Linked DNA regions of Mus musculus: region 2 is linked to region 1. A link is a contact called in public HiChIP or PLAC-seq data. All regions are on one chromosome and are shown on one strand. The core of a region is the stretch at or near the end of the contact, and the rest is flanking DNA. Distances in the headings are between cores, read along the strand shown.

Evidence for each region. HiChIP or PLAC-seq counts read pairs in DNA pulled down with a chosen protein or histone mark.
Region 2: a contact with region 1 is called in an H3K27ac HiChIP or PLAC-seq map of microglia, with 4 times the contacts expected there. The contact joins the enhancer-like site here to the promoter of Disp2 in region 1. A contact is called at or near these places in 12 of 39 promoter capture datasets (the C10 cell line, the HPC-7 cell line, embryonic stem cells and 7 more), 1 of 15 datasets of contacts at CTCF or cohesin (large pre-B cells), 9 of 484 Hi-C or Micro-C datasets (embryonic fibroblasts, embryonic stem cells, liver and 4 more), 6 of 115 datasets of contacts at active chromatin or transcription factors (bone marrow-derived macrophages, double positive thymocytes, embryonic forebrain and 3 more) and 3 of 9 other capture datasets (adipose tissue, liver and pancreatic islet).

What each region holds. Positions count from the first base shown.
Region 1 is chr2:118,774,501-118,781,083 of GRCm38.p6, reverse strand. It overlaps Disp2 (dispatched RND tramsporter family member 2), which reads right to left and starts at 1,365. Exons shown (of 8, transcript NM_170593.3): 1 at 1,140-1,365. Phgr1 (proline/histidine/glycine-rich 1) reads right to left here. Exons shown (of 4, transcript NM_001145644.2): 2 at 6,392-6,439; 3 at 5,296-5,303; 4 at 2,919-3,369. The coding sequence starts at 6,401. The coding sequence ends at 3,049.
Region 2 is chr2:118,641,453-118,648,120 of GRCm38.p6, reverse strand. It overlaps Bub1b (BUB1B, mitotic checkpoint serine/threonine kinase), which reads right to left. Exons shown (of 23, transcript NM_009773.3): 23 at 6,529-6,668. Among named protein-coding and RNA genes, the nearest start is that of Pak6, 19 kb to the left of the region's middle. Within about 2 kb of position 1,255, at least 3 of the 459 cell types and tissues checked have an H3K27ac peak or open chromatin away from gene starts, as enhancers often do. A contact at or near this core is called in microglia, where this site is marked.

The DNA.
Region 1 (6,583 bases), core at 116-2,615:
CCTAAGGCTTTGCCAATGCTAGAAAAAAATGCTTTATCACTGAGCTGCAACCCCTACCCCCAGCCCCAGTCCCACCTTCTTTTGGTCAGGTTGTGGCTCCAAGCAGAGTCCCTGGCCTGTGCTCTGGTCTGGAGAATATACCCATACTGTGATTTGCCCTCTTGAATAAGATTTTATCTCTCTCAGGGTAATAATTTAATAAAAGAGGGAGAAAACATTTGCTTCCACCTGTGGGGCTTTCTCCTGCTTCTGAGAAACAGAATGTACAATTTAAATCCGATAATCTGAGATAAGGTGTCTGCAACTGCCTTTTGCCTCTTAAAAATGCCTTTTATTTCAGTCCAGGCAGGAAAGAGATGAAGTGTCATGTCTGAAGAGAGATTCTGGGGGCGGCAGAGTCAGGCAGGACACACAAATGGCGCCATATTGCTACCTGGCCAGACTGTTCCACCACACGTCTGATGAAGTCAGAAAAATGAAGGGTACCCAGTTCTGGGAATGGGCGCTCAGTGGGAAGGTGGTTTTTTTTTTTCTCTTCCACCCCCCCCCCCAGGCTCCTTCAGCGGTCATGGCTTCAGTCTAGTTTTTGCCATACACGGAGGCTAAAGCCAGTGTGTACACAAGCAGGAGGCCATGCAGGGAAAACAAACAACGATTTGCTGGGCAGCAGAGCAACCGATGGCAGTGGGCAGACAAGGAACTGATGGTGATGGACAGACAGTCAGCCCGTGGTGTAGATCCCAAATGTCGCCTTCTCTCCCTAGGATACCTGCTTTGGCCAGCCTTTTTTCCCCCCGTTGTACATGCACACCCCTTTGCTCACTGACATGCAGACCGACATAGCTGCGGTCCTGAGGCCTTTTGCAAAGACGCAGAGGCAAGGCCTCAGGGAGTTGGGGAAGCTCTAGAAGCTAAGGAAATGGACATCTGCGGCCTTAGGGGAAAGGAGAGAACAGTGGGTGGGGCAGGTCCCCCAGGAGGTGAAAGCAACGAGAACTGGTATTATCAAGTGTCGATGAGAGAGGATGAACTAGCCAGGCAAAATGAAGGTGTACAATCATACTCGCCTCGGGAAAAGGCTTTCAGAAGAGAGCTGGGGAATGGATGAGGTGATATGTGGCGGCGGCTATTTAGGATACCTGATGCAGGCTTACTGAGAAGATCTTCCAGCAGGATCTACGGAGGGGTTCTTCCTACTTGTTCCGGCAGCTGCCTTCTGGGGCTAATGTATTCCCCTCAGGCCGCTGCTTGCGGTTCAGAAACTGGCAAAGAGAAGATCGCTGCAGCAGCTGGGGCTGCTACCACCGTCCATGCCCGTGGGCGGCGCCGCTGTCCGGGCTCTGGTGCTGAAGCAGCGGCAGCGGTGGGATCTTGCGCATGCGTCAGCTCCAGAGGCCAGTCGCTGGGCGGGGCCGAAGAGAAATCCGCCAATGGACAGAGGGCAGGAAGGATGGAGGGGAGACAGGGACACGAGCTGCGGCAGAGCCGCAGCATGGGGGGCTGGGGGTTCGTTGTCACGAAGGTTGTAGGCTGCAGTACAGGCCTCTCTACCCTGACCAGCTCTCATCATTGTCCTTAGTAATATGGCCAGACCGTCCCTCCTGGACGCCTTGTACTTTTTACAAGAAACTAAAAAGGAACAACCCGGGTAAAATCCTCCCAACTTGAACCCCAGGCATCCACACTTTGTAACGCAGGGAAGCAGAGAGGTTGGGTCTCATAAATACCCTTATTTCTCTAGGCTTCTCTCAGTGTTCTGTCCTCCCGAGGGAGAGATGGGTATCTGCTCGAGTTGGGTCACTCCTCCCATTTTGGACCTGGCTCTGAGCCTGCGGCCTCTTCCTACATTAAAGCCTCTTCTCGAATCTTTTAAGTGCGCAACAAGGGATAGGGGGAGTGAGAGGAGGAGGGATGCCCAGCCCCTTTCATGCAGTTACCACCACTCTCCACCTACAGAGAGACCTGATAGCCACCCACTTCGGAGCACTTGCCAGCCCCGACGAGGGACTAGCTGTGAAGGAATTGAGGTGTTGGTCGGAAGGGCAGGCCTGGCTAGAGAACTGTAGTTGAATTATAGTGAATACCAGAAGTAGGAGAAGCCTCAGTGTAGAGGAGTCCTTGGTAGATTTGGTTAGGCAAAAGAAAAAACAAAAAACAAAAAACAAAAAACAAAAAAACAAAAACAAAACAAAAACAAAAAAAAAAAAAAACAAAAAAACTTCACAACAAGCAGGCTGTTTTGGGCCTGGCTGTGCTGTGCATGGAGGTGACAAGCTAGAAGCAATGGGCTGAGGAGAGTCAGACTCAAGAGATTTGGCTTAAAGATATCCCTTAATTGTGTCCAAGTGCTGGTCTAGGCAGGCACGGGTTCTAGAGCCCGGGCTGAGTGGATCTGGAGGTTTAGAAGTAAGTGCCTTGAGTGACTTACAGTTGGCTGCAGAGATAAAGGCAGCCTTAAATCAGTGCCAGGAGGCCAGGGTGTGGCTAGACCTAGGAGATGGTTGATAGCACCTCTGATCTACAATTTGTGGCAGAGAAAGGGCAGGGTACAAAGAGAGACATTTCTTTCGAATAGCTTTAAAGCAAGCTTCCTGGAGACAGTGGAGCTGCGGCTGGCTGGGGAGGTTTTGGAAATGTGAAGGCATGAAAGACAGGCAGAGCATGCTTCACCTGGAGTGGGATTTAGGAGACTGTAACAAAAGAAGGTTGGGAGTTCAGTATGTTTTCAGGAAATGGTGAGAATGTACTCAGAGCTGTGGAAGCCCCCATCAGATCAGTGATCTTCAGCAGCGATATGTTGTGGGTACCACTCAGTCAAGTTTCTGAGAATGCCAAGACGGATATCTGGCCTTCATAGTAATGAAATTTAGATAGAACTGGGCTCTGAGGACCAGTCGGATATGAAGAAAGACAGTCTCTAACAACAACAAATATGGCCTCCAAGAGGCTATTTATTTGCAAGGGAAAATTCTAGTTTAGACCCGGTGCCAGGTCAGCTGGGGATTCCATGCAGACTCCTCATCTTGTGTCTTCATTTCTTCTGATTTCTCAGTGATGTGGACCAGGGTGAGGGCCACAGTGCCCTGGGCCATGGCCATGGGATGGGCCACCATGCCCTGGAGGGTGATGTCCTCCAGGACAGTGCCCTGGGCCATGGCCATGGGATGGGCCACCATGTCCTGGAGGGTGATGTCCTCCAGGACAGTGCCCTGGGCCATGGCCATGGGATGGGCCACCATGTCCTGGAGGGTGATGTCCTCCAGGACAGTGTCCTGGGCCATGGCCAGGGTGTGGACCACCAGGTCCTGGAGGGTGATGTCCCTCATGACAGTGTCCCGGACCATGGCCAGGGGGTGGCCCACAATGCCCCTGTGGAAAGCCAAAAGAGAAATGCCAGGGTACAAAGCCAATGCCAATGGCTGCAGTCGATTCTTCTTTACGTCCCCTCCCCAAGGGACTCAGGATTCCTGGGCATCTGCAAGGGGTGTAGTAGGAAGTTGGGTGATACAGATAGCAAGGAACTGCTCCTAGCCCTGCTTCTTTTGCAGTGAAGCCCTTTAGTATCAGGCAATGAAAAGGGGAAAGAGTCTGGATGCTTTAGGTTTATCCCTTTTGCAGAGCTGTGACCTCTTTTCCTGAATCTTCAGTTATTTATTTGTAAGAAACAAGATTATCTTCCCCATCCTGGAGGCCCTGGCAAAATGTCTACAAGTTCTGCCTTGCTAGAAATGACAGCTTACTACACTCAGGGGCAAAGGTGAAGCTGAGGAGGCTGGAGAAGAATCCCCTGAGAGCCCGGCAGAGAGAAAGCCAGGGTCTGGGAGGCTGGAGAAGAACTCCCTGAAAGCCAAGGAGGGAGAAAGCCAGGCTCCAAGAAGAACAACAGGTCAAAGGTAGAGGGTGGACAGCAAGGATATGTTGTGTATAGATAGATGTGTGTTAAATGTATACACAATAGCTATGGTTGTGGAGTGTGGTGGCACTTTAACCCTTTAAGGAGGCAGAGGCAGGTGGATCTCTGTGGGTTCAAGACTAGCCTTATCTAAATAGTGAGTTTCAGATTAGCCAGGGCAATAGAATGAAGCCTTGTATTTAAATTTTTAGCCAGGTATGTTGGTACATGCTTTTTAATTCTAGCAACACAAGAGGCTAGAACCAGGCAGATCTCTATGAGTTCAAGGCTAGTCTGATCTACATAGTGAGCTTCAGGCCAGGCCAAGGCTACATAATGAGATCTTGTCTCACAAATAAAAGTAACTAAATAAAATTTTAAAGCTTGTCTGGGTATGGAGTTCAATGGTAGAGAATTTGTCCACAAACCATAAACCTAGTACTGTAAAAACAAAACACCACAACAAAATAGCGATGTCTGGATATATGCCTGCAGGTGGGTACATAAGCATGTACACATCTGTACACATCTGTACACATATGTTCACACAGGGCGTCTAGGTATGAGCCTATAATGCCCCCGAGCAGCTGCCAGACCTAATCAGGAAGAAGTGAAAGCTCCACTTCTCAGATCTAAGAGGCCTGGGAGAGAACTGTTCCACCTTTCTTGGCTGGAGACCAGCAGTGTTTGTCTCTTGCTATAGGCCTAGGAAAATCACAGGGCACTGGGATCTGAAGCCCAGTGGTGTAGAAATGAGGTTATGGCCCTCTGTTCCAGGAGTGGGATGGCTCCCTACTCTGCTCTGGCCATCCAAGGGGCTGATAGGGCAGAATACCTACAGGGAAGACAGTCTCCATAACTGGGGGCTAGCCTCTTACAACAGTCCCTGCCTCAACAGGGCTCAGCCACTCTAGGAAACAGCCACTTCCCACCCTTCTATGGCAGGGTCACAGATGCAGGCCAGGAAATCTGTCTGCTGCTGGTTGGGAGGGGGTGGTAGTGAGCAGGCAGCCTTCCCTTCCTTCCCTTGCAGAAGCCTGGCCTAGCAGGCCTGCAGTGTGGCTGGGGCTTGAGAGCAAGCAAGCCAGCCAGCCAGGGAAGCACAGAACAGGCTGGGAACTAGCAGGGGAGAGGATGGGCTGCTGGGCCAGGGGAGGGAAGTAAGGAAAGGAGAGAGACAGATGGGAAAACAGAGGAGAGATTGCCAAGGAGAAGGTTGCAGTTGGCAGGGGGTGGGCGGATGCGGCAGCACTCCGCCCTTCCCAGGCTGCTGCCTGAGTCTTCCTGGCTTCATTTGGCAAAGTCCTGGTCCAAGAAGGAGGTGAGAGGTCTGAAAGAAGCAGCCGGGGGGGGGGGGGGGGGCACAAAGAAGGGGAGGGAGGAAGGCTCGAGAATGTGCCTACCTTGCCACCTGTTAGAGAGAAAGGGGGAAAAGAGAGTGGTTTCAGTCCTTTGGTTTTGAAGGGGACAACTTGCCCCTGCCTCTTCTCCGATGCTAGTTCCTGTGTTCACTCCTGCCCCCACCACAGCTCCTCAGACTTGGCCACTTGCCTGACAGTTATTCCTTCATTCATCCACTAACAGCAGATTCATATTGAAAGTCAATACAAAGCTTACTTGTGCATCCCTGTGGGCTCAAGAGCTGGCTGAGTCCCCTGGGTGGCACAGGGCCAGGTAGGAGGTTAAGGTTTTGTCCACACTGCCAGTGGTCTGCCCTCCTAACCTTGGTCAAATTTCAGGGCACTTGGGAGACATGCTATTGTGGTAAACCCCAATTCTTCCTCTTCTTCTGTCTCTGTCTGGGCCCCAGCCAGCCTCCCCCATTCATTCCTGAACATCTGCTTATAGCCCCTCAGAGCTCTGTGCTGGCTTCTCCTTATATCCTGGTTACAACCTTCTGGTCTCGGCTCTGGGTCTCTGCCCTTGCTGTCTGCTGCTTGGAGATCTCTCTCACTTCACTCTGCCTTACTGTCCAGCAGGAATTCACATCACGGGGACGATACCCACTGAGGACATAACCGCTCCTTCTGCAGAAGCCATCTGTGTGGTACTGGGTGTCCCAAAAGGTGGGCTTTGGTGGGAGTTCTAGCTCTTTTATGTCTTTTGAGAGGAGGCAACAGCATGGGCGCCAAGAGCCCCAGACCTAACAGCGCTCTCATGGCCTCGTCTCACAATGCCTAACTTCCCCAGGGCTTCATAGGTACTGTGGGGAAAGGGACCTGCCTGTTGTTCTCCTGGGGTTGAAGAGCTATTGAGATGAAGGATGTATAGACTTATTTCTTAAATATAAAGTGTTCTTTGGGATACAAAGGTTTGTTTGCTTTTGAAACTGCACGCAGGTACCTACACACACACACACACACACACACACACACACACACACATGCAAGCACACTTGGCAGTCAACAGATAGGGCTGATTGATTGCCTCTGCCCTACCCTCTCTCTTTTCTCTTCTCTTCCTTCTTCTACCTCCTAGCCACCCAGTCATGCTGCTTACCTGGATGCATCTTTACAGGGCAAGAGCAGGAAGTGACACACGGAGCACCTGTGGTTAACAGATAAAGTTTTATTTGCAATGATTTTACCCCCAATCTAATCTCTTTCCTTTCTAGGGCTGTTCATACATAGTTCCTTCAAAAGAAGAAAGGGGTGCCTGCCAAGTTTCCTGGTCATGATACTCCCCCTCCAG
Region 2 (6,668 bases), core at 6-2,505, 130 kb after region 1:
TCACACCCTGAGAGCTTCTAGGCAGGTACAGACCCGTAAAGTTGACTCACGCGATGTAAATCCTAACTGACTGTTAGGAGGACCCACTCCCACCCCCACAGAGCTCACCTGAACCGGGAATGCAAAGCTAACATAAGGAAAATGCAATAAGTTATGCAGCCCGTGAAAGAGCCTTGGCCAGTGCTCCACGCACTGGGGCGGAGGGCATGCCGATCTGAATCCTGAGCAATGGCTTTCTTACTATGTAGTGATGCCCTAGATCTGGAAGAAGTCAGCGGAAGTCACCTTGTGTCCTATGTCCAGCTTATGTGTCTGACCCCTGTGCTTAATGCAGCTTCGTCACAGTTACTCACCCTTAGCTATTATCCCCAGCCAACCTCAGTGAAACTTCATGTGTGCTTCTTTTTCTGCCTTTACTAGTACTTTAGTGTAGCACTACATTTTTTTTCAATTTTAAAATAGAAAAGCTAATAAATCCATATTCATCTCTTGTTTACAGATTTTTGGTGGTTTTACTTTATTTATAGATGGTGGGGGGGGGGAATCTCACTATGTACCCTGGCTGGCCTGAAACTCACAGACACCCACCTGCTTCTATTGCTAGAGTATTGGGTAAGAGGTGTATGCCACCAAGCATGGCTCTATGGATTTATTCTACAACTTTCTGTCCAGGTAGGCTACAAGCCCACTGTATAGCTGAAGATAATCAGCTTCCGAAGCTCCTCCTCCACCTCCCCAGGGTTGGGGTTACAGGAGTACCAGTGCGGCTGATGTATGCTGCAACTTTAAGTTTTCACATCCTATTTTTTAATGATGGTTCTTAAACACTTTAACCTCCCTTTAGCCCACTACCCACCAGAGGTAGTTGAAAAGAAAGGATATGGGAACCCATCCTGTTTAGAAGTGAACCTGTTTAGAAAGGTTCTTTGAAGCAACTCCCGTCTGTGTTGTCTGAAGTCATCAGTTCACAGGCTAGAAGGCAGCGGCAGCTCGATCCACTCAAACATTTCACGGATACACAAGCAGTCCAGTTCAGAAAAGTGGTTAGCAGCAACGGTGACAGGACCTAGCAGGGACAGCCAGGCCTCAGCCTCAGCTCCAGTCAGCAGGAGGGACCCAGAGGGACACCAGGAGAAGTTCCTCAGCTGTGTTTCTCTCAGGGAAACGAAAATCAGCAAAGACTCAAGACCCACAAGAGTAGCACAAACTAGCTGTGTCAGCAGGCCAAGCTCTCTGTCACTCGGTCCGAGTCCTATTTATACCCTCCAGACATCATGTGTCCTCCACGTGCCCTGCCTCTGCAGGTGCATCCAATCAGCTGGAGTCTGAGGAGTCCAGCTCAACTACTCAGTGGAAGGTGGACCAATGTTCGAGTCCTTAGCAAAGAATCCTCCATCATGGGTCCTTTCACATGTTTGCTTTAGCAGAAAATTTTCTCTCCTGTGTCTGCTTCAGTGAAATATTCATTCACATGTTTGCCCCAGCAAGACACCATAAAACTGACTTTCCTAAGAACCCTTAAGTTTCCACTGCAGGATGCAGTGCTGGGAATCAAACCCAGGATGTGGAGGATGCCAGGGCAAGCACTCTGCCAAGCGAGCCATATCCCTAGTCCAGTAGTTGTTTTATGAAGTGCAACCCTCACTTTGCAAATCTTGGAAGAGCAGCAATTAGAGGAAAAGGCCCACATGACCAGGCTGGCAAGTTAAAACGGCTCTGAAACTGGAGCAGACAGACAGAGGCATCCAACTCTTCCAGCTGAGCATGGACCTAAATTAAGTGTACATGGAAATACAATGTCCACGTCACAGAGAATACCCTTTAGAAACAACTTTTTAAAAAAGAGATCGTCTCTAGGATCTAGCCCAGGCCACCGGCAAGCTCTCTGCCCAGTGCAGCTCCTGCATGACAGCTGTGCCCCACTGCGCCTGGCATAACAACCTAGACAGTGAAGCCTATCATAACGTGAACTTAACAATCATTTAGCGTGCTACATTAGCCTAATAAAATGGTGTACTGAAAGTGAGATCTAACACTAAGGACAGACATTAACCTGCAACCACTATAATTTGTCCCTGAATTTGTAGCTGGATCCTTCCTGGATTTTCATTTTTGAGAATTATATAGTCTTGCATGCGCGCCCTGACTCGCCAGCAAGAACGATGCTGCAACAGGATCCTTCCGCACACGTTTATTGGGAGAGCTTGATTGCAGAGGTGAAAAGACCCCAAGCCCAGAACTGGTGCTGCTTATATAGGCCTAGGAGAGGCATGTCTCACACCCGGATTGGTTATGCATGGATTATGCTTACCACCTCATTTGCATGCCTACATCTGATTGGTTAACTTGTCTCTCATCTGATTGGTTAACTTGTCTCTCATCTGATTAATTCTCAAAACCTCATCTTGGCAAACTTTACTGCCTATGTATGCGTGGCGGCCAGCTGTAACCAGCGCCACCCTGCAACGGCACATGTGGCTTCCCACAATACACATTACTGGGCACAGAGTGACAGTAGATACATGGTCCCTTGCTTACAAGGGAAAACTAGCAGTCTGGGCAACCTCAGTGTCACAGGGAGAGGATGATGTGAACTCATGGACAGATTACTGCTCGGCTTCAAGACGGCCACAGGAGCCTCCCAGGAGCAACAGCAGAAGCAGGTGCTTTGATGGAGGAAACAGCGTGTTTACAGATGGTCATTTGACATCCACCACATAACCATACGGAACCAGCGTATGAAAACTCAAGCTTTTATTCCAGAGCAGTATTTCTAAGTTACATTTTATTTATTTGTATATGTGTGCATGCACAAGGACAACTTGTAAGAAGTGGTTCTGTCCTTCCACTGTGTGGGGCCCAAGAATCTAACTCTAGCAGTCATCAGGCTTGGTGACAAGGGCTTTTGCCTGCTGAGCCATCACACACACACACACGCACACGCACACGCACACACACACACACGTGCATGCCATAGCCCATGTGTGGAGGTCTGAGAACAGTTGGGAGTTCTATCACATAGGTCCCACTACTTTATCACATGGGTCCCAGAGATCAAACTCAGGTTGTCAGGCTTGGCGCTAAGCACCTCTACCCACTGAGTCATTTCAAGGGCCACTTAAATATTTTGAAAAAAAAAAAAAAAGGGCTGTATGTCACTCAGTCCTTGTTCACAGACATAAGGAAATGTAACAGTAACAGAAATAGTGATTTTGAAAACTTCTAACAGATCACAAAACATTAAGACACCATTGAATTTTCAGCATACTACAAATAGACATTTAGATGCATTCTCTTTAATGATTTTAAAATGAAGATCTGAGGGCCGGCTCAGTGGTTAAGAGCACTCACTGCTCTCACAGAGAACCTGAGTTCAGTTTCCAGCACCCACCCACGTGGTGGCTCACAACTATGCGTAACTCCAGTTCCAGGGGATTGGACACCCTCATGTGACTTCCAGCCACCAGGCATGCATGCTGTATACAAACATAAAAGCAGGAAAAATACTGTCTGAGTTAGGGTTTTATTGCTGTGAAGAGACACTATAACCAAGGCAACTCTTATAAAGGCAAGCATTTAACTGGGGTATTAGAGTTAAGAACACAAATTCCTGCCCTTAGTTTAAGTAGTAGTGAGAAAACAGAAAAAGGGTTTGTATATACAAGCACACATGGGATCACATGTCATCCACTGAACTGGAAAAGAATTCCAGGCAGACAAGAGTGGCCAGAGGGACGTGGGTTGACCTTGAGTAAGGAAGCAGAGACATCAGGGAACTGGGCAGCTAGTGTTCTGTAGACTACGACAAATTCGTTGGGACTTGGGGCCATGTGAGATGAGTTCTGAGATGGCTGGAGGGTGGGGGAGAAGCAAGTGACTAGAACCTGAGATGATAACGACGGCAGGTGATGCAAACACCTGCAGAAGATCAGCAACTCCTCGGCTCCACATCCCGCCAGTCCTGGAGTGGAAAAGCAAGGAACCAAGCAGAACACTAAAGCCATCTCAGGCTGGTTGTAGTAGAACAGGCCAGTAACTCCACCATTTGGGAGAGGGAGGCAGGAGTTCAAGGCCACCCTGGGCTACATACTGAGATCAAGCCTGAGCTACTTGAGTCATTATCTTTTTTTATCTTTTCTTAAATTGACTTACCCAAATTGATTTGGGGAACAAGGAGTACAAGAGGTTAGATCATAGCATATGGATATAAAGTATATTCTCTGCACAAGGCACCAGAGGGGGTTAGAAGGCATTAGAGGGGCTGAAAAGGTGTTGACCTGCGTGCTGGCAAACACTGGATCAGCCTTTAACTCACGCTAAGGCACTGAACGGGGCACTGGGGACAGAGTTCAAGCTTTAGGTCTCAGTTTCAGCCCTGGATGCTATGTGGTTCGTCCTTTCTCGCTGATCTGTAAAAGGTTTTATTTATTGTGGGTGTGTGTGTATTGGTATGTGTGTGTTGGTATGTGTGTGTTGGTATGTGTGTATTGGTATGTGTGTGTAGGTATGGGCTCGTGTGACACACACATGTATGGAGTCAGAGGATGACTTGTGGAGTCTGTTCTCTCTTCTACCATGCAGAGGGTAGGACTCTGGTCATCAGGCTTAGTGGTAAGCGCTCTTACCCAGACACATCTGTACCTTGGTAAATACTCAGCTTCCATGCCTCCGACCTCATTATAGTCAAAGTCAGTCATGTTAAAAGCATGCTGCACCTGCTCCGTAGGGAGCTGTTGAAGTCAGAATAGAGTAACTTTTGGTAGAGCAAGAATTTTGTTTTCAGTTCCAATGAAGAGTGCACCTTCACTGGCCTTGCCTTAGACTTTCACCTTAAGACATCAACAAGTTATTCTGAAGGCCTGTGCTAACCCTGAAAGACTTTCCTACCTGCCTGAGATCACAGCTCGAGCAATAGGCCACAACTTCCTCCAGCAGGAAGGAAGGAGTTCACTTCCAGACTCGGGTCTGGCATCAGTTAGAACACTCTGACTTGTGAGGAGGATGCCTCTAACAGGGCCCCAAGCAAGTTAGGGCACAAAGTGCTTTGTGAATGGGGAGAGCTTATTCCACAGTCTTCCTCCAAACGGGGAGAAAGAAGTCCTGTTCTTCCCAGTTGTGCATCTGTCTTTCCTTCTCCCAGGCCCAGCATTCTGTTCTTCTTGCTTTCATGAGACCAGATCAAAGCCACCTGTAGCCTCTACACAAAACAAAGGCTTCCTTTTCCTAAGACAATGGGCATCAAATATGAGGGAGTCTGGTGGGTGGGCCCCTGAAATTCCAGCCCTCTGGGGAATGTGACCAGAGTACCTGGGGTTTGATGGCAGCCTATGCCCTGCAGTGATCTTAGCTTAAAAATAAACAAAAATGAAAGGGAAACGGAAAGGGTTCTATTTTGTGGTTTTATGCTTTTGTAAAGAAAACTGAAGCGATGGCAGACATTGTTGATGACAGGCACTGTTGGCAGTGACATCCTTTCCTGTCCTCAAAGGCTGAAGTTGGCGGAGGTCAGAGAGTGGGGGGTGTATGGGGTGAGGTGTGGGGTGTGAACAGAGCTGCAGGGTGTCCTGGCTCCTCCCACTCCTGCTTGTACTTTCAGAAACAAGATTTGCCCATACAGCAACTTGGCTGCCTAGACTGCTGAAGTATTCACTAGGTAGAAGCTTACTTAAGTTAAAGGCTCTCAATTTCCTGGGCAATACAGGGCACTGGGGACTAAGAAGGACTTGATTACAGAAAGGCAGTTTCATCATTTATTATCTTCAGTATAAGAAGCAAACTGAAGATGTTTGCAGAACTGTATTTTGGTTGAAGGAAAATATTTACTTTCTTTGTCTTTCAGATACATTTTTTCTGGCTTACCCTGTCGAATTTGCCCAAGTGTTTCAGTTGAGAGATTAGTTAGGGAATCTGCTCTCTAACAAGCTTAGAGCAACAATGGTGACAAGTAGAGGAGACTCAGGCACCAGCACGAGTGGACATCAGGTGACTGACATTTTAGTGTGAAATAAATAAATAAATGCTTATTATCCTACTGAAGAAACAAAAGCCTTAATGACACACACACCCCCACAGCCCCCCACACACCCAGCCAGTGCGCCCCTTTGGGTGCACAGTGTTCCATCAGACTTACTGTTTTCCATATTAGTCCCCACTTCAGTCCTTTCTGTTCTGACCCCTGCTTTCCTGACACCTAAGGAAAATGGTCTCTGTCCCCTCAGCAGCCCTGTGTCCTGCATGACAGGTTGCTGAGTACTCTGTCCCCAAAGGCCGGTACCTTTGAACTTAAGGAAAGCTGGTGTGTGTGTGTGTGTGTGTGTGTGTGTCATTTTACCTGCTTCTTTCTGGACACCCTCTAGAAGGACAGAGAGAGACGGAAGAAATGGCCGGCCAGCTGCCTTCTTATAACCCAAAGGCAGCTGCTCTAAGTCTGGGATACATAAGTTTCTACCACCGTAGAGTAAGTCCTCTCCAAAATGAAGCCATTTATCACCTTAGTTTGCAAGTGTAGATGAATTGCCAGCAACAGAAATGTAACAAAAACTATTTTATTATAAAATACACAGTGAAAGGAGAGTACATGTTATAAAATTACAAAAGAGAGAAGGCAGAAGCCAGAGGGCTAAAAAGCAGCTGTCTGCACAGAAACCTTTTGAATAAACCAGATGAGG